4 separate regions of the Mus musculus genome follow, and regions 1, 3 and 4 are each linked to region 2. The links are chromatin contacts, called in public HiChIP or PLAC-seq and promoter capture Hi-C maps. All regions are on one chromosome and are shown on one strand. The core of a region is the stretch at or near the end of the contact, and the rest is flanking DNA. Distances in the headings are between cores, read along the strand shown. Region 1 holds the start of Aen (apoptosis enhancing nuclease). Region 2 has its middle 51 kb from the start of Klhl25. Region 3 holds the start of Mrpl46 (mitochondrial ribosomal protein L46). Region 4 holds the start of Det1 (de-etiolated homolog 1 (Arabidopsis)).

Region 1 (2,700 bases), core at 31-2,530, 3.0 Mb before region 2:
CTCAGAACCTGTAAGCCAGCCCCAATTAAATGTTGTCCTTGTAACAGTTGCCTTGGTCACGGTGTCTGTTCACAGCAGTAAACCCCTAATCAAGACACAGGGTAAGTAGCAGTAAGATAGGAGGAAAGACCAGTCCTGTGTTTGCTGATGCCAGCATGTGTGTGAGTAAAGGTCCACTTAGCCAGGGGGAGGCCCAGTGACCCATGCTGACTCAATGGCTCTCAGCTTGCTCGTTCACTCTCCAAATAGCACCCCCTCTTTTAAAAACAGGTTGTCAGCAACCTCCTCATTTCCACAAACCACACCTCAAAGGGAGAAAATCTGGCTAAGAAGACCTGTGCTAACCCTGCTGATCATAGACTTTCCTGTCCCTGCCGGCAAGGTCTGAAAGAAGCTAAAATCAGGTCCCCTTGAGAAAAAGTCTCTGTACTTTTGTATTTGTGTTAAGAGATAAAAAGCAGCCATTTCCTATAGTCCCTCACCCTGTGAACATGTCAGAACCAACAATTACAAAGAGAACGTCCACAGCCTGCAGCCCTGAATGGAGCTCAGCTTAGTTGGAGAGAAGAGGACACAGTCCTTTCAACAAGGCCACGTACAAATATTCCATATCTTAACTCTGGTCAGTATGGTAGGCACGTGGCCTTCAAGTGAGGGTCCCTGACCCAAGAGGATTCCAGATGAGAAGGCTCCCAAGAAGCTACAAAGCCAGAAACGTCACTGTCATAAGGGCCCCACCTGCCATGCCCTGCCTGCCATGCCCAGGTCTCTGTCTGTCTGTCGAGACCCTGTTCTAGCACAAAGTAACCGGATGGCATCAACCGTTCTAGGTAGAAGGCAAAGTTTGGGGATTAGGACCCGAGATCCCACCCTCAAGTCACGATTGCGATAATCATCCCAGTTTGAGAAAGGGTGGCGCAATAAAGGTCCCCGATGCTGCCCAAAAGCTTACCAGACCAATTTTAAACAAAACAAAACAAAAGTACGAGGACAGTCCGCGCTCACCAGCTGAGGCGTCCAGAGGACGCTCAACGTCCGCGCCGTCCCCTGAGGCCCACCGGCCCCGAGTCCGGCCAGGACCACGTGAGGCCGCGCCCCGGCCTAGTTGCAAACCAACCCGTCCCGAGAGCCACAGGCGGCTGGCGACAGAAACGGGCGGCCCGGGACTCCCTGTGGCCGTCCCCTAGCTCACCTGAAAACCCGGCCGCGCTTTCCCAGGTTTCACGTGGAACCCTTGCCGGGTGCGGAAGCTCCTTGCCCGGACAAGCCCGGCTTCGGCTACCTGTCTATTGGTTCTCTGGGGCGTAGCGCCCGCCTAAGGACTCTTCTGATTGGTTGATCCTGCTCCTCCTCAGTAAGTGTGCCAACTGGAAGGGGTGGGGCTACCGAAGGAAGAGGGCGTGGCCTGCGCCGGGATAGGGCAGCGTTTAGGAGGTTAGCATAAAACCGAATGGAACGTCCGGTTTCTGACCCGACGCCTAGTGAACCGCAACCTTCAAAGACTTAAAGCCTCAAAGAGCACATCCCGATCTGCCTCGGGGAACTGCAGCCCCTCCAGGCTTGGGGTTGTGAGAAGTCCGTGAAATAATACAGTATTCGTTAAACTTGGGGGAAAAAAAATCAGGTTTGCTTCTTCTGCACTGCTTTTTCAATATTTATTTGATTTGGGTTTTTTGTTTGTTTATTTTTTGTTTTGTTTTTTGAGACAGGATCTCAAGCTGTCCTCTCATTTTCTTTTTTTTTTTTTTCTAGTGTCAAGTTCACATAATGTCCTCGCTTTTTCTGTGTTAGCTGTGAATGAGCCTCTTGCCTCTGCCACCCTAGTGCTGGGATCACGCGTTTTGCCACCACACTCATCTTAAGTATTCCTTTGTGATTTTTTTTTTTTAGGAATGGGAGAGTTGCTCAGCGGTAAAAAAGGTGCTTGCTCTCTCTGTAATCCTGACAATCTGAATTTGATCCCTGAACCTTCTTAGCCTAGGCAGCTCTGGGCGTGGTTGCACACACCTTTGATCCCAGCACTCCGGAGGCAGAGGCGGGTAGATCTCCGAGTTCCAGGACAGACTGGTGTACAGAGCAAGTTCCAAGATAGCCAAAGCTACGCAGAGGAGAGAGGTAGAGAGGGGGAGAGGGAGAGACAGAGGAAGAAGAAGACGGAGGGAGGGCAGGCGAGCCAGATGCAGTGGTATTTATCTGTGACCTCAGTAACTCCTACAGTTAGATGATATATGGAGACAGAAAAACTAACTGGAGCTCTCTGGCCAGCTAGGGTAGGCAGAAACGAGATACCCCAATCAACAAGAAACTCCCTGAGCCAGGCGGTGGTGGCCCACGCCTTTAATCCCAGCACATGGGAGGCAGAGGCAGGCAGATTCTGAATTCGAGGCCAGCCTGGTCTACAGAGTGAGTTCCAGGACAGCCAGGGCTACATAGAAAAACCCTGTCTCGAAAAACCAAAAAAAAAGAAAGAAAGAAAGAAAGAAAGAAAGTCCCTGAAGTTGTCCTTTAGCCTGCATATGTGTGTTCAGCCCCTGCCCCTCCATGCACACACACACTTACACACAAAACAGGTTTTTAAAAGTAAGTTTAAAAAGGGAAAGCCGGAGGAGCTCATGGGCCCCAGAAGCAAATCTACTATTTTGCTAAACTGACAGCATCAATCTGCCCTTAAAATCCGTATACTCAAACATTCTGCTGGTG
Region 2 (2,700 bases), core at 164-2,663:
GTAATGTGTGTGTTTCTGTGTCTAGGCATTTCTGAAGTTTTTTCTTTGCTTTCTTCTTTTGTGTTTGTTTGGTTGTCTTGTTATTCCAATTTGTTGGTCTGTTATTTATTTTATTGTATTCTGCTTTGTTTTATTATTCCTTAGATGTCTGTTTGTTTTCTATGGAAAGACAGAAAGGGGGTAGATATGGATGGGGAGGGAGGTAAGGAGGGACTGGAAGAAGAGGGAGGGGTCACTGTAATCAGAACATATTATATAAAAAATCGATTTTAAATTTCTTTTTAATCTTTCAGGTCGTCTGAATGAATTCTTGTATTTCCCAGATGAACTCGGTTTCCTGCCTAGACCCTAATACATGTGGGATGGATGGGAGCATCTTTCCCTTTGACTACAGAGATGGGGCAAGAGTGGGTGGAGAAACAGTGACATTTGAGGGAGCATGAAGTAGGCAAGAAAGAGGAAGTGCTCCTTCTGTTGGCTTGTGTTTTCTTTAGGAAGAAAGATAAAATTAGAGATTAAAGTGGAAGATAGACAGTGACATTTTGAAATCACCAGTAAGAATGAAAGTCATCTCGGTACATTTTTTTAATTGAAGATAAAATAAAAATAAAGTAAAAAATAATAATAATAATTAAAGGCTGAAGTCATGGAAGGGCACCACTCTGAACTTTCACCTGATTCCCCTCCTCCTTTGTGTTGAGCCACTGAGTCAGGTCCTCTGCACCTCAGGGCCTTTGCTCTGTGCACTTAGGAACCAGTAAACAGAAGAACAAAGAAGGTGGTTGCCCAAGCACTATGAGCTCAAGAGCTGAATAAGGCACCCTGTGTCCCTAAGAGAGGAACTGGTCACATTCCCACTGACCGTGAACAAGCAGCGTGAAGGGACCTCACATTCTTATCTCACACCTCGGAACACTGTGCCAGCGAGAGGTGCCAGAGGGGAGCTGACGACTCATAACTAATGAAAGGTCAAGGAACTGAGTGTGTAATCCACAGGCCGTAAACTCCCTTTTTTGATCACTTGAGACAGTGTGGCAATGTGGTACAAAAGGTTCTTCCACGACTTTCCATTTGGATGATCGTTGACATTCACTGGGTCTTTGTTTGCTCCTGAACAAAAGGAGAAGAATCGACCTTATCAATCTGAACAAAGCTCTTGGCCCTGAGCTCCAGAAAGGAGCTCTATAAAGGCCGCTTTATTGAAGGTTTGTTTTGATATGACCTTCAAGGACCTGTACAGTACCAAAGTGTCCGGATGGAAAAGCAGTGCAAACACCACTTACAGGACTTTGGCCACTGTGATATCAATTGTGTGCGTATGTTTAAGTATCCCCTGAACCTGGGGGTCATACGTCACAGCTATTGCAAATGACTCAAAGTCAAGCTTCTAAAGGGCACGGGAGACAAGTGCTGCTTAGACACTAATGCCCTGCAGTGACAAAGAATCAACTACAAGGCAAATGGGAGATAATGCATCTGTAACAGAAGATTCTGAGAGCTGAACAGCTGGGCTCATTCTCTTGGGAATCACCTTGCACACACCATGGGAAAACTCCAAAGCTTTCTGCAGAAGAAACTATATCTATATAGCTCTTGGCCTGAAACCCCTGCTCCGTGAGGGTGGAGTGGGGAATGAAAGGCAAGAGAAGAAAGATGAGGCAGAAGTGCAAGGAAATTAGCTTGTATACTCAAGAAGGCTAAAGGAGCAGCAGTAAGGGATGCTGAAGGCCAGGGTGCTGGTCCAAGTTGGTGGACAGTATGCTGATGTCGGTAATAAGTCTCAGTGGGCCTGGGACTTCACCATCTCCTCACCAAGACCATCTGAGAGTCTGACTTCCTTACAATCCAAACAGTCCCCATTGGCCCTCTGCCCTGGACCTGCAGCATTGCAGACTAGTTGTCTTCTCTCATAGTGTAACTCATGTATAATAAATCATCTCTCTCACTATCTCAAATATATATGTTAGCATTCTGTCCAAACTGCACCCCACAGTTACCTGGCAACAGCCAGGTAGGTCTGACCCACTATAAAATGGGCTGCTTGCCCCCTCCTTTCTCTCTTGCCTCTCTCTCTTGCCTCTTGCTCTCTTGATTCCTCTCTCTCCCCATTCCCTTCTCCCCTCTCTCCATGTGGTCATGGCCAGCCTCTACTTCCATACTCTCTCCCTCTCTCTGCCATTCTCTGCCTCTACTACCCTCTTAACTCCCACTCCCCATGCCCTGAATAAACTATTCTATACTATACTGTCATGTGGCTGGTCCCTCAGGGGGAAGGGATGCCTCGGCATGGGCCCACTAAGGCACTCCTTCCCCCGCACCGCACCCCCATAGAACATATTCTTATGCCTCTTTATCTTTTTATAAACACATCAATATCTTTTTTCTTTTTCCCACCATTTTATTTTATTTTTAAATACCACTTTTAATTAATGATTTGAAAGTTTCATACATGTAATTTTATACACAACAGAATTTTCTCAGGTGTAAAACTAAAATAAAATTATGTTATTTCCATGGAAATGGGTGGAACTAGAAAGCAGAATATTATACTATATATTCCGATCATAATCTCCACCACCACCTTCAGCTCCTCCTAGATCCCCCGTCTCTGCTCCACCACCCCCAGATCTTCCCTCTCCATCCTCACTCTCCACTCACCTAACTTCAAGCTTTCTTCTCTCTTCTTTTAAACCATGGAGT
Region 3 (2,700 bases), core at 143-2,642, 2.9 Mb before region 2:
ATGCCTTTCTAGAGGCATCACAAGCCAGTTCTGACAGCCTGCCTTTCCACAGACGTTACCCTTGCCTGCCACGATCACAATGATCTTGTCCAGCTGAGATCCTAGTCACTTCCACAGTCCACGGTACTTAGTCTTTCCTGAATTCCTCAAGTGTGCCTTACTCTCTTAAATGTCCAGCCAGTTCTTACCTCTATTATCCTTTTGATCAGATTATGGTTAATACATTTGCCTGTGTGTTGTTTTTGCAAGTTGTGTACTACTTCTGGGGAGACATAACCTATATTTCCTGTATTTATCCTGGTACTCAACAGGTAGTAGTAGCTTTTGTAACTGTTAAACAGATGTGAAGGTAAGTGAACATATATACCGCCTGCATATTAAGTATTTCTACTAGTGGGATGCTGCAGGATGCCAGGTCCCAGGGCTAGGCACGAAATTAAGAAAGGCACAATCTAGATGTGCAGTTAGTGTGGTTCTTCAAGACATTTTATGTTGGAGGCAGAGAAAGCTGCTAGTCGGATCTAAAGCTTATCTCACAAGGAAAAGAAAGCTGGTATTTATATACATTGGACACTTAGCTAACAGTTGCTAATTGAACAGCTACCTTATGCCCCTGCTCATCCCTCTATTTTCCCAACAACCCCTCTAAGCATTATCTCCACGTATAGTGTGCTGATTTGCACAAGCTCCCACAGATGGCAAATGACAGCCAGGAATTAACTTTTTCTATGATTTTGGACGGTGTCGGGCAGAAGTCACAGGATGCAACTTTCCAGAGCGCTGCATCCACTTACCCTCACCTGAAGCGACTTGGAGCCGCTTCCCTTTCAGTGTTCTGCCTGGCAGCTGAGTCTTCTAATCTCGGGGCTCCGGTGTGGATATTCTTAGCTGGGGCAATGCCCACAAACCTGGGGGGCAAAAAAAGAGAGAGAGAGAGAGAGTACGATGAGGGACTGGATTAACGGTATTTTGGGGGGTTCAAGTGGCACATAGGTCTGGAAGGAAGGTAGGCGGGCAGGCTCGAGAGTGACAGTGGGTTCGAAAGAGTAATCCTTACCTGGTCATTCCATGTCCAGCCCAGGACCGCAGGAGCCACGACCCGGAGTTTCTTAAAACCTGCATGACTGAAATTGACCCTCCGCGGCGCTTGGCTTAGCTCGAGCCAGCACCATGAGCCTCTGTGGGGGTGCTCACAGACAGGAAATCACCTGATTGCTCTTAAATAGTCCTGTAAGTATTTTTTCTTCAAATTTAAAGCTCTATAAAACCATTTATGTAGGAACTTTCCCCTTTCTAGTGGTCTAACACTAGAATTTCACCTACCTCCCCCAAAGGGAATGGTTCATTCCACTCGGTAAACCCGCCCCTCGCCGGCCCGCGTTGCCTCATGGGAACCTGGGGTTGGCTGAGGGCTCTGCCGGGCGCCGCGGTACCTTGTGGGAAGACAGAAAGATGGCGGCGCCCGTAGGGCGTACTCTTTTAGGGCTGGCTAGAGGCTGGCGGCAGCTTGACAGGTTCTGGGCAGGTAGTTCTCGTGGCTTGTCCCTTGAGGCTGCGTCCTCAAGCAGCCGGTCTCCATGGCGCTTGTCGGGCGCCTTGTGTCTGCAGCGGCCACCGCTGATCACCAAGGCGCTCACTCCATTGCAGGAAGAGATGGCGGGTCTATTACAGCAGGTAAGGCAGTCACGGGCTTCCTGGTGCGGCGGAGGGAAGCAACAGTATCAAGGAGGTCTTGATTTCCATGGAGACTCTGGTACTTCGTGTGACCTTGAGCAAACGTTTCATTTCTCGACCTTTAGTGACATCTGCAAGATGAAGTTACCGTACTGAGTTGGGTTAGGATATAGCAGGTGTTGAAAGAGTTTAGTTGGCTTGTTTTCTCTTGATCATTCGGTGTGGATAGCTTCCTTCTTGTTCATTCAATACTGTAGGGATCCGGGGGCAAACAGGAATCACTCCCTTTAACTTAGGAGCTCTCAGACTATAGAGAAGTGTTTGTGATGTTAGGACGAAAGTCGTGGTGACTGTGGGCACATCCTTAAGATAATGCGGTAAAGTTTGCTTTACCTCAGGGAGCAATTTCTGTGAAAGACAAAAAACCCAAGTGTTGTTGCTGTTGGGTCAGGAGATAGTGATGGAAGGTCTTCCGTATCCCTAGACTCCAAAAGGCTTTTGTCTGGAGAATACTAATGGAAACTCCCGTCAGTGCTTTTTGCTCAATGTATTCACTCACTTGACTTTTTTTTTTTTTTTTGGTAGTCCTTTTTCTTTCACCATAAAGGTATTCGTAGCCAATACTGTGCGTCTGTGTGCAAAGTGATAGGCAGTTGTGGATGTGACAGGCACATCGCTCTGCTTCGCAGAGAGTTTCCAGGTACTGGAATTAGGGATACAATCAGTAACCAGTCTTATGACTAATTATAGACTTTGGTAAGTGCTATTAAGGAAAACATAGAGTACTAGAAGAGTTTTACACAGGACCACATAGGTTTTATTTTCCTGAGAAGTATCCAGGAATATCTTTCTGAGAAAGAGGTATTTGAGTTGAAATAAGAAGGATGGATAGAAATCTGGAAGAAATGGCATGAGGAGAAAGAGAGACTAGGAAGAAGGATGTTGGAAAGTCTTCATGGCAGGAAAGTCCTTGAATAGATGCTGATCAGAGACGAGTAGACCTAGTGTGTGGGAAGTGGGTCTTCA
Region 4 (2,700 bases), core at 131-2,630, 2.9 Mb before region 2:
CTGTGCAGCCAAGACAGGCCTTGAGCTACTGATTCCTCTGCCTCCCTTCCTAAATGCTGGGGTTATAATCTGTGGCCCCACCCCTACTGGCTCTTATTCTTGTATGAACTTGTGCAAGAGATGTATGTCCCCTTTGGGTCTCAGTTTCATCATGGGAAAGGAAGAGAGTTGTGGCTGGAAAGCTTTAGTAATATTTTATCAAGACTTCAAGTATTTAGGGCTAACAGGTTTAATACTTGGGATAACCTTAAGAGGCAGGTATAGTCATTTTCCAGAAAAAGGCATGAGGTTTCTAAAGCCAGCACCTAAGAATACTGAGCCTGGAAATGGTAGGACTGGGCCAGAAACCTATCATTCTCTTCATAGTCAGTCTATATCCCCAAGTCACCTTTCCCCTTTAGACCTTAATTTTCCTCTCTCCCTGGTCAAAGTCAACACATATCCCTTTCTCATGTGTTGGTCTGCAGAGATATTCATTCTCTGAGTCCTTTGGGTATGGAGAGGGTTGGGAGAGAGAGCAAGGCTCAACCTAGCCTCTAATTCTATATCCTATGTCTCAGAAGAGCTGGGGATATAGAATGGAGATGGCATGGGGGTCCAGAAGAGATAGACCACAATGGATTACTGATGGAATATTTACTGAGATTCTATAAGATGTCAAACCTTGTTATGGGGTGGGAGGTGGGGCTGGAACAGAAAATAAGACAAAAATCCCTGTTCTCAGTTTATAATCTACCAAAGGGAGGAGAGACACAACAAAGCAATACACATCAACAGAAACAGATATTTGACAGTGGTGGGTGAACAGTGGCGGTGGCTACCCAGAAGCCTTAAGAGAAGATATTTTGGGTTTGGTTTCCTGCCAAAGCATCAAAAATAAACCATACACCCAAATACAAACGCGCGCGCGCGCACACACACACACACACACACACACACACACACACACGCAAGCACAAAGGAGAGAAGCCACCGACTCACAGGGAAGAAATAGCTTGTAAGAAAAAAGAAAATTAAATGAAGTAACGTGTAGGTGAAAAGGCCAGTCAATGGTATTGGATTCATTTAGTACAGAAGCTTTTATTGTATCCCCACGTGCAACCACGAGCATGGAAAACGCAGTGACATGGTGCATGTATAATCCATCTTCCACCAGTATGCAAGAAGCAGGTGAAAACTTAACTCCTACTCATAGTAGTTATGAACGTGCCTTGGATCACTTGGTCCGGGGCTTATCCAGCCTCTATGGTCTCGATCTCTCCTCCGGACGCCAGGGTGCGCTGCGCCGCTCCTTAGCTGCATGGCGTCTCGATCTTCCGATCTTCCCTTCTCGCTGCGCAGCGCTTCCGGTAGCGGGCGGAAACCCGGGCTGGTGGCTGCCGACGCCGGGGTCCCGAGGCATGGTGGGGGCGGGGCCGGGGGAGGTGTGCGCGGAGCAGGCTAGGGCGACCCTTGCCCTGGCCCCATGAGCCAGGACTCGACAGGTGAGGACTTGCCCTTTGCGGCCCGCGAGAGCTCCGCGGCGGGCTCCTCCCCGCATGCTCGCCGGGTCTCAGGAGCTCCGGCCCCCGGCTTTGCCCGGGGAGGCCCCGCCCTGGGCTTTTCTTTCCGGGGGCGACCATGGGCATGTGTGTCTGCCTCTTGGCATCCTTTTCTTGTTTTGGAAGCAGTCGCCAAGAGTGTGGGGACATGTGCACTTGCTCCAACGAGGAATAAACCTTGCGTTCACACAATTAGTGACCCGCTTTAGCCAGGCTTTCGTTTCAGACCGCACCGCACCAAAGCGTCTACCATGTGCCAGCCCCAGGGCTGGAAGAGTATACCGCGGTGACCGAAGTAGACCTGGTTACTTCCATTAGAGAGGGTACAGTTCAACGAGGAGACTCAAACATTAAACACAACCATGCAAGCGACCGTGTAAATTAAAAAAAAAAAATGTGACAGATGACTAGAGAAAGAAACAAGAAAAAGATGAGTCCTTTAGGTGGGGTGGTCAGAAAGACTTCCCCAAAACTTGACACTACTAACGTTGCAACGAGAGAATTTATGGCGTGGACCGGAGAGAATGTCTTCCGGAAAATGAAAGTTCCCCTGTGGTTACCCACGTTAGCCAAGAAGATGGCTTGAGGTATGCCCACCGTTTAAGAAGGAAGCTTGCTACGTGTTAAGCACTGTGGTGGGCATACAACAGATAAGTGTATACTTGACCCAGAGAGATCACCATAAATATACACATTAGTAAAATACAGAGAGTTGCAATTGAGTGGCTAGTGTGTTGGAATCTATGTCTCACTAAGTGAAGGAAGGCCTTCAAAGACAGGATGATGAGGCTGATATTGGAGACAGTTCTCAAAGGTGAAGAATTTAGTGTCTACAAAAGACCAGATAGTAGAGTTCAGTGTGTGGTCTGTTGCAGTCACTCTGCTCTTTTCCTAGGGCTAAAGTGGCTCTAGGCAATATGCAAATGAGCGAGTGGCTTTCAGGGAAGGGTTCCTTCCAAAAAACAACCAGAGGTGGTAGTTTAGAGACCTGACTCCCTCTGGTCTGGCGGCTCTGCAAGCCTTTTAGATCTTTATCCAATGGATGTAGCTTGTATGAGGATAAGCTTGAAACAAAAGGATTGCAAAACAATACCCTGACTATGTGTTGTAAGGGTTTTGTTTGTTTTGTGGTCCTGGGGAATCTGTTATGCTGCTCTTT

Evidence for each region. Promoter capture Hi-C pulls out the DNA fragments that hold promoters and counts their contacts. HiChIP or PLAC-seq counts read pairs in DNA pulled down with a chosen protein or histone mark.
Region 1: a contact with region 2 is called in an H3K27ac HiChIP or PLAC-seq map of trophoblast stem cells, with 14 times the contacts expected there. The contact joins the promoter of Aen here to the enhancer-like site in region 2. A contact is called at or near these places in 7 of 39 promoter capture datasets (the C10 cell line, cranial neural crest, embryonic stem cells and 4 more), 11 of 484 Hi-C or Micro-C datasets (the AML12 cell line, CD4 T cells, the HL-1 cell line and 5 more), 8 of 115 datasets of contacts at active chromatin or transcription factors (embryonic forebrain, embryonic hindbrain, embryonic midbrain and 5 more) and 3 of 9 other capture datasets (adipose tissue, embryonic stem cells and liver).
Region 3: a contact with region 2 is called in a promoter capture Hi-C map of cranial neural crest. The contact joins the promoter of Mrpl46 here to the enhancer-like site in region 2. A contact is called at or near these places in 12 of 39 promoter capture datasets (the 3T3-L1 cell line, 3T3-L1-derived adipocytes, the C10 cell line and 8 more), 4 of 484 Hi-C or Micro-C datasets (Th1 cells, adipose-derived mesenchymal stem cells, gonadal supporting cells and 1 more) and 6 of 115 datasets of contacts at active chromatin or transcription factors (craniofacial prominence, differentiating embryonic stem cells, embryonic limb bud and 3 more).
Region 4: a contact with region 2 is called in a promoter capture Hi-C map of cranial neural crest. The contact joins the promoter of Det1 here to the enhancer-like site in region 2. A contact is called at or near these places in 11 of 39 promoter capture datasets (the 3T3-L1 cell line, 3T3-L1-derived adipocytes, the C10 cell line and 7 more), 2 of 115 datasets of contacts at active chromatin or transcription factors (embryonic forebrain and pro-B cells) and 1 of 9 other capture datasets (adipose tissue).

What each region holds. Positions count from the first base shown.
Region 1 is chr7:78,894,507-78,897,206 of GRCm38.p6, reverse strand. Aen (apoptosis enhancing nuclease) reads right to left here and starts at 1,280. Exons shown (of 4, transcript NM_026531.5): 1 at 1,193-1,280. It overlaps Gm39039 (a long non-coding RNA gene), which reads left to right and starts at 1,425. Exons shown (of 2, transcript XR_882236.1): 1 at 1,425-1,624.
Region 2 is chr7:75,897,909-75,900,608 of GRCm38.p6, reverse strand. No RefSeq gene overlaps it. Among named protein-coding and RNA genes, the nearest start is that of Klhl25, 51 kb to the right of the region's middle. Within about 2 kb of position 1,413, at least 29 of the 459 cell types and tissues checked have an H3K27ac peak or open chromatin away from gene starts, as enhancers often do. A contact at or near this core is called in trophoblast stem cells, where this site is marked.
Region 3 is chr7:78,781,781-78,784,480 of GRCm38.p6, reverse strand. It overlaps Mrpl46 (mitochondrial ribosomal protein L46), which reads left to right and starts at 1,392. Exons shown (of 4, transcript NM_023331.2): 1 at 1,392-1,674. The coding sequence starts at 1,453. Mrps11 (mitochondrial ribosomal protein S11) reads right to left here and starts at 1,350. Exons shown (of 6, transcript NM_026498.2): 1 at 1,058-1,350; 2 at 801-908. The coding sequence starts at 1,122.
Region 4 is chr7:78,845,891-78,848,590 of GRCm38.p6, reverse strand. Det1 (de-etiolated homolog 1 (Arabidopsis)) reads left to right here and starts at 1,380. Exons shown (of 5, transcript NM_029585.3): 1 at 1,380-1,484.